Linked DNA regions of Triticum aestivum: region 2 is linked to region 1. The links are chromatin contacts, called in public Hi-C maps. All regions are on one chromosome and are shown on one strand. Each heading gives the region's core, a stretch centred on a gene start, on an enhancer-like site or on the middle of the called end of the contact. The rest is flanking DNA. Distances are from core to core; before and after follow the strand shown. Region 1 holds the start of LOC123166654. Region 2 has its middle 12 kb from the start of LOC123180705.

The links. Hi-C and Micro-C count contacts between places; a contact is called where the count stands out from the background.
Region 2: a contact with region 1 is called in a Hi-C map of an unstated tissue, with 9 times the contacts expected there. The contact joins the enhancer-like site here to the promoter of LOC123166654 in region 1. A contact is called at or near these places in 2 of 5 Hi-C or Micro-C datasets (leaf and an unstated tissue).

The regions. Positions count from the first base shown.
Region 1 is chr1D:121,990,280-121,995,786 of IWGSC CS RefSeq v2.1, reverse strand. LOC123166654 reads left to right here and starts at 2,875. Exons shown (of 2, transcript XM_044584466.1): 1 at 2,875-3,514; 2 at 3,853-4,233. The coding sequence starts at 3,428. The coding sequence ends at 4,083.
Region 2 is chr1D:122,359,599-122,365,105 of IWGSC CS RefSeq v2.1, reverse strand. No RefSeq gene overlaps it. Among protein-coding and RNA genes, the nearest start is that of LOC123180705, 12 kb to the left of the region's middle. Within about 2 kb of position 2,060, at least 1 of the 8 cell types and tissues checked has an H3K27ac peak or open chromatin away from gene starts, as enhancers often do.

The DNA of each region.
Region 1 (5,507 bases), core at 1,626-4,125:
GAACCACTTAGAATAGCCAAACCATAGTCACCCCGGTGACCTTCGTCACCAAAGCGTCACGACAGTTTCCAAGACCCTTGCTGAGTAGCGAAGTGAGCATACTCAAGATCCAATTCATCAATCATTTGAGTTGGTACGAACATAGGAATCCAGACTCCGCTTGATTCGATCTTCAGTTTCGACCTTCATCAGTCAGGAAAAAGAAGAAGGACCCACTTATTCCACTCGGAGAGACCGAACCAGGCAACCCTTTGGTGCACACTAACCGATGAAGCTCAACCCTCTCTCGAACTGAGCTATTTCCGCTTTTTCGAACAAAAAGTTCGAGTAGTTCAGTGAAAAAACGGAATTTTTCCGGTAAACTACTTGGAGCTCACGTAGCCCATGCCGGATTAATCGTATTCTGGGCCGAGTAGATGCTTAATTGAACAGTGCAACTGGGAAAGGGCCGGAGGCTGGTCCTACCTTAGCATCGACTTTTTGGGCGAATCCGTGCATTGTGCTGAATTGCACCAATTTATGCCGGATCGATGTAGCCGAGTAGCTAGCTAGATGATGGGCAGCATGTGCAACTAGGAGGCGTGAAACGTGACACTACCCTGGTGAGTGGCGAGCGAGGAAAGGAAAGCTTGCGGGAGAAACTTTAGTTTCCAGAAGCCCGTCCCACTTGCTCGTCCCAGCGTCCAACAAGTCTTTTTTGGCAAACAAGTCTTTTTTAGTTTCCAACAGAAAAAACTGCGCGCGCCTTTAGGTGCCACGCAGCGGCGCAGGCCATGTGAGCCCGTCCGCCAAAGGCAACCCACCACGACTGTTTACCTCCAGCGCTGCGCGCGCGTTGCAGTGCCGTGCAGCTATAGCCACTGCCCACTGATGGCCAACAGCTGCGCTACCTGCCATAGTGTTTACTCCAAGCCAAGTTTACCGGAGGACAAAGCAAACAAACCTTTCCATAGTCAGAAGGTCAACTAGATCCGCTCAGAGTAGTAAAAACTCAATCATCAGGTTATCAAACGATGAAGCGACCGCGGAATCTGGTTGCAATTTGCGGCGACCGACAACGCAATTTCGTGCAAATGCAAGTGTTGGTGGTACGTTCGATCGAGGGCCGTCGGTGTGTGAGCTAGTGTGACCAACTGACCATGTGTGTCTCGCACCGACGCCGGTGCACGGAGGCTATTGATTAACTGAGTAAGTACTCTAGCATAAACACGAGTCATCTTGCCATGACTATGGGCGCAAACCGCCCCCACTCTCGGTGAGTTAAGGGGCACAGAAACAGCAACTTGTACACAAAAAGACGGTAGGTATGGGTGTGGCAAGGGAGCGGTGTAGAACCAGACACAGCTGCGCAAAAGAGGCGGTAGGTATAGGCCGGCTGGAAGGCATTTGGTATAACTGCTAGCTAGCTAGCTAGAGTGTCCTCGCTTTGGTATCTGATTCCGTTCGTAAGATCAAGTACACTTATTCGAGTAAGCAGAACAATCTGCTGGTCACAAACACCACACATGCATGTCTTGATCGTCCATAGCGGACGCGCGCCTAGGCATTGCAGGTACAGTGCGCTCCACACGATTGACCGCCTAATTAAGGTCGCTCTCATCTGAGTGAAAAAGCACACGACCACCACATTCCTGGTCGTGATTAACAAAAGGCCACTATTTTACGTTTTATATTAGCTTGTTTCACCGGACGCAACGGTAATCCGTGACATAAAACACCGAGGTTGGCCATGGCCGCTGCCGTGTGCAATCGGATATTTTCTCTGCTGCAGTAGCGTCCCCTCTTGCTCCATGCACTGACCAGAGAGCAGCATAATTCCTTTCCTTTCTTTTTCCTGGTCACCACCGTTGCCGAGGCTGCTAGTGCTTCCGCAGTTCCGCTTCACCTTCACGAAAGCCAGACGCCGTGGACTCGTTGTGCATGGTGGGCGGCCCCGCTAAAATAATTCGTGGTTGCTTGTTGGTCTTCCATGGTTCCGGCGAGATATTCGCCCGCAACTTGGTGCGTGCGTACGTGCGCCGTTGACAATCGTCTTTTCAGTGCAACGCTGGGCAGTAGGCACGTATTCTCAGGTGACGATCACGGTGTGGGGGCACGTGCACTGATAACGTTCGCCATGGCCACTTTTACACAGGTGGTGTGGTGTGGTGTGGTGTGGTGTGCTGGACCGAAAATCGCTGCCTTGGCGTGGAGATCAGGCTGATCTCGGCCGGGACAACTGCGCGCCTTGCATGCTGCATGTTGGACCAGTCGTTGGTCCTGCACGCTATTTCTGCACAGTGGAATGTTACGCGAGGTTTCACCATGCATGGATCTGGCCGAGGCGAAACGTGGGCAGCACAGCGCAGCGCGCAGGGTTCTCCACATGTGTCGCCGTTTCATTTATTTTATTACTATTGCAAGTATCAGGCTAGCCATAATGGAGTAACTTAGCTAGTAACATAACGTAACTCAAAACAAATGTGCTTATGTGGCAAAGCGTTAATAAAGAAAAAGGTGTTTGTGGTGACATAATATGTTACTGTAACATAACACACCTCAATGCAAAATGTGTCTACAACCTAATAAATGAAGGCTTGCATGACACTAAATTTATGTTACTACCCACTATGAATGGTAGTAACATAGACTAGTAAAATATACATGTTACTTCCCAGCTAGCCTCACGCCCACATTTCGACTGGCCGTAGGAGGGCGATATGTCTGGCCGTGTTATTTTATTGGGGCACAGTCCAATACCTTTGATTCAACTGCAATCTAACGCCTCGGAAATTGTGCTTCTTTTGTTAAAAGAAAAAAAAATCGGCAGGAACTAACTGCCCGCAGCCCACGGACGTAAACCTCCCCGTAATATCGCCCCTAACCTCTCCTGATTCCAGTCGCAGCCACATCGGCCCTATCTCCTCCTCCTCGCCCAGATCCGCTTCTCCTCGAGCATCATGGCCATCCCACCGGCCAGCTCGCCGCTGTCCATCTACACGACGCTCGGCCTGGTGGCCGCCGGAGCACGCGGCAAAACCCTGGAAGAGCGCATGGCCCTGCTTGGCGCCTCGTCCACTGCCGAGGTCGCCGGGTTCGTGAGCGGCCTCGCCGCCGACCCATCCTGCCTACCCACACACCGCCGCAGTCCTACATGGCGGAGATACGTACAATCGACTTTGCCGACGTCTGCACTCTCATCTTTCTTTGTTGCTGCCGGTGCTTGGTCTCACGTTGTAATGAATTCGTGCATGTAAGGGTGCTTCTAATATACGGTACAACTATGTTGTGTCACATGATAATTTTCTTCCATAGTTTTTCTTTTGCAACGGAGCTTAAGTTGGACATACCAGTCAAGTAATACTCCTGTTCGGCCATCCTCGTCCGTTGATGCTCTCGCGGCTACAACACACACTCTGCCTCCCTCGTTGCCGCCAGCTACTGCGTCATGGCCACCGCCACGATCCTATTCGGCGCCAACGACATATCCATGCTCGACCGAGAGCGTGTTTCAGCACGCCCCGTCGACGATCACGTACACTCGCTATCTCACTGCCTCACTTGTGTCGTCATCCCTTCCTGTTTTTCTGTCGCGTTCTATTTGTGGTGATTATTTCCGTGCAATGGGAAATAGTTCATCAGCATCAGAATATGTTTCTACTCCATGTAAAAAATGCTTCCATCACATGATCAAGTGCTTCCTAAGTTTGCTCTATAATGCTTCTTTAGTACTTTGCTAGTACATACTCCTACAATGCTTCGATAGTAATGCTAAGATATTTTAGCTATCACTACAATGTGCTCCTTATTTTCTTTCGGTGCAAATTCTAACATCTTTGGAAGCAATGTTTGATGCATACTCCTCCTATGCAGGAAGCAAAGTTTGTTGCACAATGTCATAAGAACCAGGGGACTGGTGACCTTTGCTTCACCAAGGGCTTCTCTGCGGCCATCCAGGGCCAGTGTGTAGATGGAGACGGCAACAACGAGGTGGCTGCTAGGGGTAGCGGCGGCACTGGCGAGGACGTCTACCGGCAGCAACAACATCCCCTCTCCCATCAGCAGCTATGCCACAATTCTACTCGAGAATTGAAACAATATTGATACAATCAGGAAGCAACTAACATGAATATGTGCTTATGTGTCGGTGCTACTATTGAAGCAGGCAATGAAACTAAAGGGTGCATTTTTTGCTCTTCTTTTTATGTTGACGAAGCACTGAATAATATTCTATGAATCTCTGTAAAATTTCTATGGAAGCAAGTAACTTTGATTACAACATATTAAGCATATAGGAAAATAGAAAAGGAAGCATACAATGACAATGGTTGAAACAATAATTCAAAGCATGGAAGCATATGTGATGAACATTTAAATATTGCTACTGGATGAGAATTTGAATCACTTGTGATATATAACCTCTCTAAAACACAAAAATGGAACCACGTCTAATATAAATCATGGATGTATGATCCATTAATTTTGTTGGTGCCGAAACAATACACTAATAAGTTATGTAGATTTATTAAATTTTGTACGAAGCAACTGGATAGCTAGTGAATCAAAGAATTGGAAGCATTTTATCTAAAAAATGAAGAAAGCACGCCACTTGATAGTGCTGCGATGTACTACAGATTATGAAGAACGACTGTAGTGTTGGAAGCATGACTTCCGTATAACAGAAATAAACATACAGCTATGAAGCATGGTTTGCAATGCTTGAAGCAGAAATATTGATGGTTTGTTGAGGGAAATCAATGGGAAGCATTACCAGACGATAATTGTTTAGATATGGAAGCAGGTCATGGAAAGTACAGGTTGTGCGTGATTCATGGAGCAGTTTTCTTTTAGCAGTTAAAAAGCTAGCGCTGATGGATGGAAACTACCAAAGCCCACTTAACTACCAAAGGCCCACGTCTAGCTATCCTATTAGATCAGACACTCAGATCCACCCCAATCGTACGGCCGTGGACTAGTCTCTGATCCCTAGTGGTTCCCAATATTACCATTAACTACCGCGTCTCAGTCAGGCGTGTGGAGCCTGGCATTCCCTAAACGGCGCCCGTTACATGCATCGACGCAAATGGGCCTACACCCCCTCCCTTCTTCATGGGCCGCACCATTTTTACCTTCTGTTAAATTCCAAAAAAGTGCAACGGGATGATTCAAACTCCACACCACTTCTTTCATGGAGAAAGATAGTAACCATTAGGATAACTTCATTGCTTGTGACCACTTACCATGTTTTCGCCCTCTTATTCTTCATTCAGTTTGTGGAAGTATATCTTTTCTTTTTTGTTTTTGTTTAGTTTTCCCCCCTTTCTTTTCTTTACATTTATTATTGCTTTTTTCAAATAACAATAAACTTTTCTCAAAAATTATAAACTTTTTTTCATTTTTTGTGAACTTTTCAAAATCGATGCACTTTCTTCAGATTTGATGATTTTTTTTCAAATTAGATGATTTAAAAAAATGAACCTTTTCTAATTCGATGAACTTTTTTCAAATACGGTGAACGTTTTTTCAAA
Region 2 (5,507 bases), core at 811-3,310, 370 kb before region 1:
ATCATCATTTGCCTCATGAGCATTTGCTTCTTCATGAGCATTTCATCGCGACAAAGTTCAACATATGCCTTTGCCTTGGCATCAAGAGTTGATGTGTCCATAAACATAAACTTGAGTGTTCTCTCTTCTACCATCTTCCTCTCGTCAGCCGCGGCCTTCTTTTCCTCTAGGTCCATCTTCCTCTCCTCGGCCGCGACCAACCTCTCCTCGGCTGCCGCCCTCTTCTCCTCGGCCACCGCCCTTCGCCGCTTGGCCTCACTCCTCTCCTCTATTTCCTTGAGCTTCAACATTCTTTTCTCTTCGGCGTACTCTTTCCTTGCCATGACAATGGCATCAAATCCTTCCTTGAGATCATTGTCTCCGGCCTTGTTCCCTTCGCTTTCTTGTTTCCATCGGGCCTATAAGATTTTGTCGCGGAGTGAGGAGTGGGGCTCGTCTCCTCAATGGCGACATCTTCTTCATCCTCAACCAACACACTCTTCTTCTTCGACGATTCAAAAGTCTCTCTAGTTTTCCACTTCTCCACATCCTTGAGCTCTTTGTAGCAATGATGAAAAGTGAAAACTTTTCCTTTCCTTTTCTTCTTCTCGCCTTTCATGTTCCTCTCCCGAAACAATCCTTGTGCAATCATTTTCTACAAAAGAACATATCATCATCAAGATAGTGAACAAAGAGGAAATATTTGACAAAGCATGGACGAAGAGGAAATATTTACCAAATCACTATCACCGCAACCACTTGGGTTCATGCGAGCAACATTTGACAAGCAACCGGCCCACTTTGAGCATTCGGCGTTGATGGTGGACCAACGTTGGCGTAGAGAGTCGCTCGTACGGAAGATACCACTTGTGTTGCGCTCATCGAAATACTCCTTGATGCGTTTCCAATAGGTGCTCACCGTTTGGTCGCTTCCAACGCTTGCATCTTGAGAGATTTTCTTCCAAGCGGTGCATATCAACACATCCTCCGCGGTGCTATAATTGCCACTTCTTCCCTTGACAATGAAGCCCTCATCATCCACATCAAGATTGTCATCATCATATTGAGTTTCATATTCTTGTGACTCATATATGTAATCATCATTTGCCACATTTGTTGCGTGCATGAAAGCTTCATCATCAACACTACAATTGCATGCACAAACAATCAAGGACACAAAAAAATTGAAACAACAAACGAGAGCACAACCGCAAAATTTATACCTTTCCGACATTTCGTCGAACATGTTGGAGGCGGTGGCCGTCGGCGTGGCCACATCTTCCTCCACGGCCGGCGGTGGCGGCGGGGGAGGTGGAGGAATGGATGTGTGGCTGCTGGAGGAGGCCGCCGGCCGCACCGTCTGCGACTCGTCGCCCCGAGCCGCCGCGGCCGCCTTTGAGACCTTCATCGGCCGCGTAGAACTGTCGGCCGGGTTGCGGCTGCGGTTGGCCGGCCGTTTGACGCTGCCTCCTCGTCCCTTCGCCGGCTTCGCCACCTGCGCGGTGGCCACCGGCCGGGGCGGCGCCAATCCGGGCCGGCGGGCGGGGGGCAGCGGCATGGCCGCGGATGCGGGCGGGATGGCAGCGGCGACGGCCACGTGGGTCAGCCCACCGGCTGCGGCGGCGGCGGAGAAGGCGGCGGGGTCGTCGGCATCGGCCATGGCGGCGCCGGACGGCGGGGGGCGGCGGCGGCCGGGAGGGTCGCGGGCGGGCAGACAGGCACGGGCGGGCGGGAACGAAAATGAAGTGGCGGTTGGGCGTTCGCGGGCGGCGGCTAGTTTTGGACCAGATGCATCTCGTGATGTATATTTGCATCGTGAGGTGTTGCATTTTACATCATGAGGAGGCCGCGGTTCAATCTTTTTTCATATGAACCGTCTGTTGGAACAACGTTTTTTACCCCAAACGATTCAAAAGTTAGATATCTTCCATAGACGCGTAAAGATCTATCTGGGCCCGACCTCATCAGCCATTGCTATAACGAAAGGTAAAAGTAAACGTGGGCATATTGAGCACAGTCAGCACAACATGCAGCGGATCAGTGGCCCATACAGGTCGATCCGGTGATGATGCCAAACCTATGTAAACAGTCCTGTCCATCTCGGTGTCCTGGGGCTGGGGGTTGCTCAAGTGCCCACTGCTGTACGCATTTGTGGTGGGGGCTTCAGTTTGTTGGGCCACTTGCTTGGAGCCACACAAAGCTATGACCACAATGCTGGGAATGGAAGCACATGCATAAACTTCTTGTCTTTTTTTTTTGATTTGACATCTGTATAAAAATCTACTTCCTCCGTTCCTACGTATTTGTCTTTTTTAGAGATTTTAAATGGACTACCATATACGGATACATATAGACATATTTTAGAGTATAGATTTACTCATTTTGCTCCGTATGTAGTCACTTGTTGAAATATCAAGGAAGACAAATAATTAGGAACGGAGGGAGTAGTCGGTTGGCGCGAGTGGCATACGAAAGTTGGACGCCTAACACACTGACCTGAATAACTACCACCATGCATCTGCTTTACGCATGCACCCCAACAATGGCCCGGCTTACCCACTTGGTTTGGCCCCATTTTTCAGCGCGTTTGCTAATGTTTGATCGATTGAAAATGGAACCGGCGTCAGCTGCTTGAAAACCGAATCAGCATGATGGTTTCCCCGAAAGAGAAGGTCAGGCACATAGCACCTGGGCGGAGATGTCGTCTCCGGTTGGACCGGGGTCGAGAACAATCCGGAGACGGGAATGACATGGCTAAGAGAAATCGAGCGTTGGCAGGTGTGTGCGGTCATGGAATGGTCGCTGGCGTTGAAGCAGGGGAGAGAGGCGGAGGCCAACAGGAGTACAAGGAACAAGACGAAGGCGGCAAATCGACTAACGCAATTTTTTGGGCCAATGCCGTGGTTTGTCGTGCACTAGTTCGGCCCCACAAAGGGCGGCGGCGGCAAATCCATTGTCGCAAATTTTCTTTCTAGGTAGGTGAGATATAGCCGGTCTCATTTGTCGTATATCAAGGAGTTAACCCAGAGGCGGCAACCTCTTTTATTTATCTTGGATGCATTAACTCACATATTTTATTTTTCTGCCTTGCATTTCCGTAAATCTTCACACCTTCGAAATTTCATGCACCACTGGACATGTTTGGTGAGCTTCTTCTGTGAAGTACACCGAGTGATAGCCTGTTCTTGACCCCAGCACAGCACTGGCCACCGGCCAGCGCCAAGGTTTCCGGCAGGCCGTGTTCTAGTCATAAATACTACCCTGCACTATTCCGTCGGTCTTTTCTTAGATACGTCCGGCGTCCACTGCAGCCTTGTGATGCTTTTCTCTTTTATTTTTGGCAAACATAACCCCCGATTTATCTTTCAGGGTTTCTTTGATTCAAATAATTTTCTTATGATTTTGAAGGGATTAGAATTCTTAGAGCATCTACAACCGGAGTTGGCATATCCGAGCCCGTACGTCCCCGTGGGTGCACCCGCGGGCAGCGCTGGGCGGGTCTTCATTTGTCCTCCTTCACAACCACACTCCTCATATCCCAATAGCCAAATCCATGCATGTTCATCATATAACGCAAATTCATCACAAATTCAACAATATGATGTAAACGGTAATTCATTACACGCCAAAATAAAGTTCAACAACTCATACATAGATAGGCAATACACTAATGAATCAATGACTTCAATTGTCGCGACATTGATCCTCTTCATGCGGACCAACCGTTTTTCCTTTCATCATCCAAAAGGTTGATGTCCTGCAACATGATCCTCGACTCCTCCGCCTCTCTCGCAAGCCTCAACTTCTCTCTCTTGAACTCAAGTCCTTGCATTGTCATTGTTTGTTCAAACTCCCATTTGGCAACCTTCTCTTGCCTCTCCAATTTTATTTTTTGTCCTTCTCTAAGGTCAACCTATCCCAGTCTAACTCCATTTTCTCCCTTTGTACATCGATGAATATCTTGTACCTTTACTCCTTCACCTCCTTGGCGAAAAAAATGCCCGTCCAAATGGCAGATATTTTGTTTGCCGCTCCTTCACGTGCCACCCTCTCCTTCTCCCACTTGTTCCCTATCACCCGCCGGTTTCTCTTCGGCACGGTTGGTTGCATGTTCGCCCCACCATTTCCCTCGTCTTCCTCATCCAATCCAATTGATTGAGCGGAGCTAGACCCATCGTTTTTCTTCATCTTCTTCGTGCCATTTTCAATCCCCTCGATGACGGTTTCCCACTTGGGTTTCCCATTGAATTTCATCCAACAATGGGAAACAATGAATGATTTCTTCTCCACTTGATGGCACAAAGCCGTCGCCAAAGTTGCATTGGTTGAACTCCGATGCCGCTATGGTTCCGGCGAACAACTTGTTTGATATAACTAACAAATTTGCTCACGACCTCTTGGATGAGTGACCATCTATGTTGGAGAGAGCACAAGACACGGTTGGTAGAGATTGAGTGTGGCTCCAAATAGTGTTTTTGCTCATGGTAAAGTTTGTGAATCTTCTCCCCAATATTTCTCGCCTTTTTGCTCGGTTCCACAAATCGGATCCATGCTAGTGTTACACCAACTTTCGCACAACAAAACATTTTAAAATTGTGTGAATGTTGGACCTCTTGGCTTCACTAATTTCACACCAACTTTCTTATTTTAGCGTGTGATGTTTGCCCAACTTGAAACACCGGGGAGTTGGTATCCCCCATGATAAATTGCAAAGATTCTTGACCATCATTTATCATGTCTTGCAGTATTTGTTCCTAAAATATGCATTGCAATTTAACTATCATCCTACAAGTTTGATCATATGGTATGTGCAACAAAAGAATCTACAAATGCAAGTGTGAAAGGGGGAAAAGAAGTACCAGGTCTTGGTCGGGCGTTTCGTCGAACAACATGTGGGCATGCCAGGAGCTGGCATTGCCCGATGCCTTTGGAGCTGCGGCAAGTTGGCCATCGTCGACGCATCGGGAACAACTTGCAAAAGGCTCAAAATCGGGATGGTCATCCATTAGGAGGGCGGGACAGAGTTGGATTCCGTTGACAAGTTGTTTGTCCCCTGAGCCACGACCTCCGGATTGGTCTGTGTCGCGCCAAAGTCCATGTGACCATGTCCTCACCACCAGGCACGAACGCTATCTCAACATCGGCCACCTTCGTAACTGCCTTCGCCGCTGCCTCCTACTCGTGTTGCCTCTGGCGGCGGTCCTTCTGGGCAACGTTCTCCACCTTGCAAGGATTCGTTGCAGGCAGAGGAGCCCGACCAATTCCCTGGAGGCATCATCCGTGACCATGGTAGTGGACAGGGTTGTTGGTGATGACATCAGCGATGACGGAGGGGGGCGGGGAGCAAGGGAGGAGTTGGGTGGCTGCATGGAGGCGGGAAATGGAGGACGAAGGCGGGAGGATTTGGGTCGAAGTGGAGCGCTAGTCATTTTTGAGAGGATTTGGGATAGGTCTGGCTTGCCGGAGATGACATGGCGGGCGCGTCAGCGCATCCCCATATCTGCCCCAAATATGGGCCCGTTATGGAG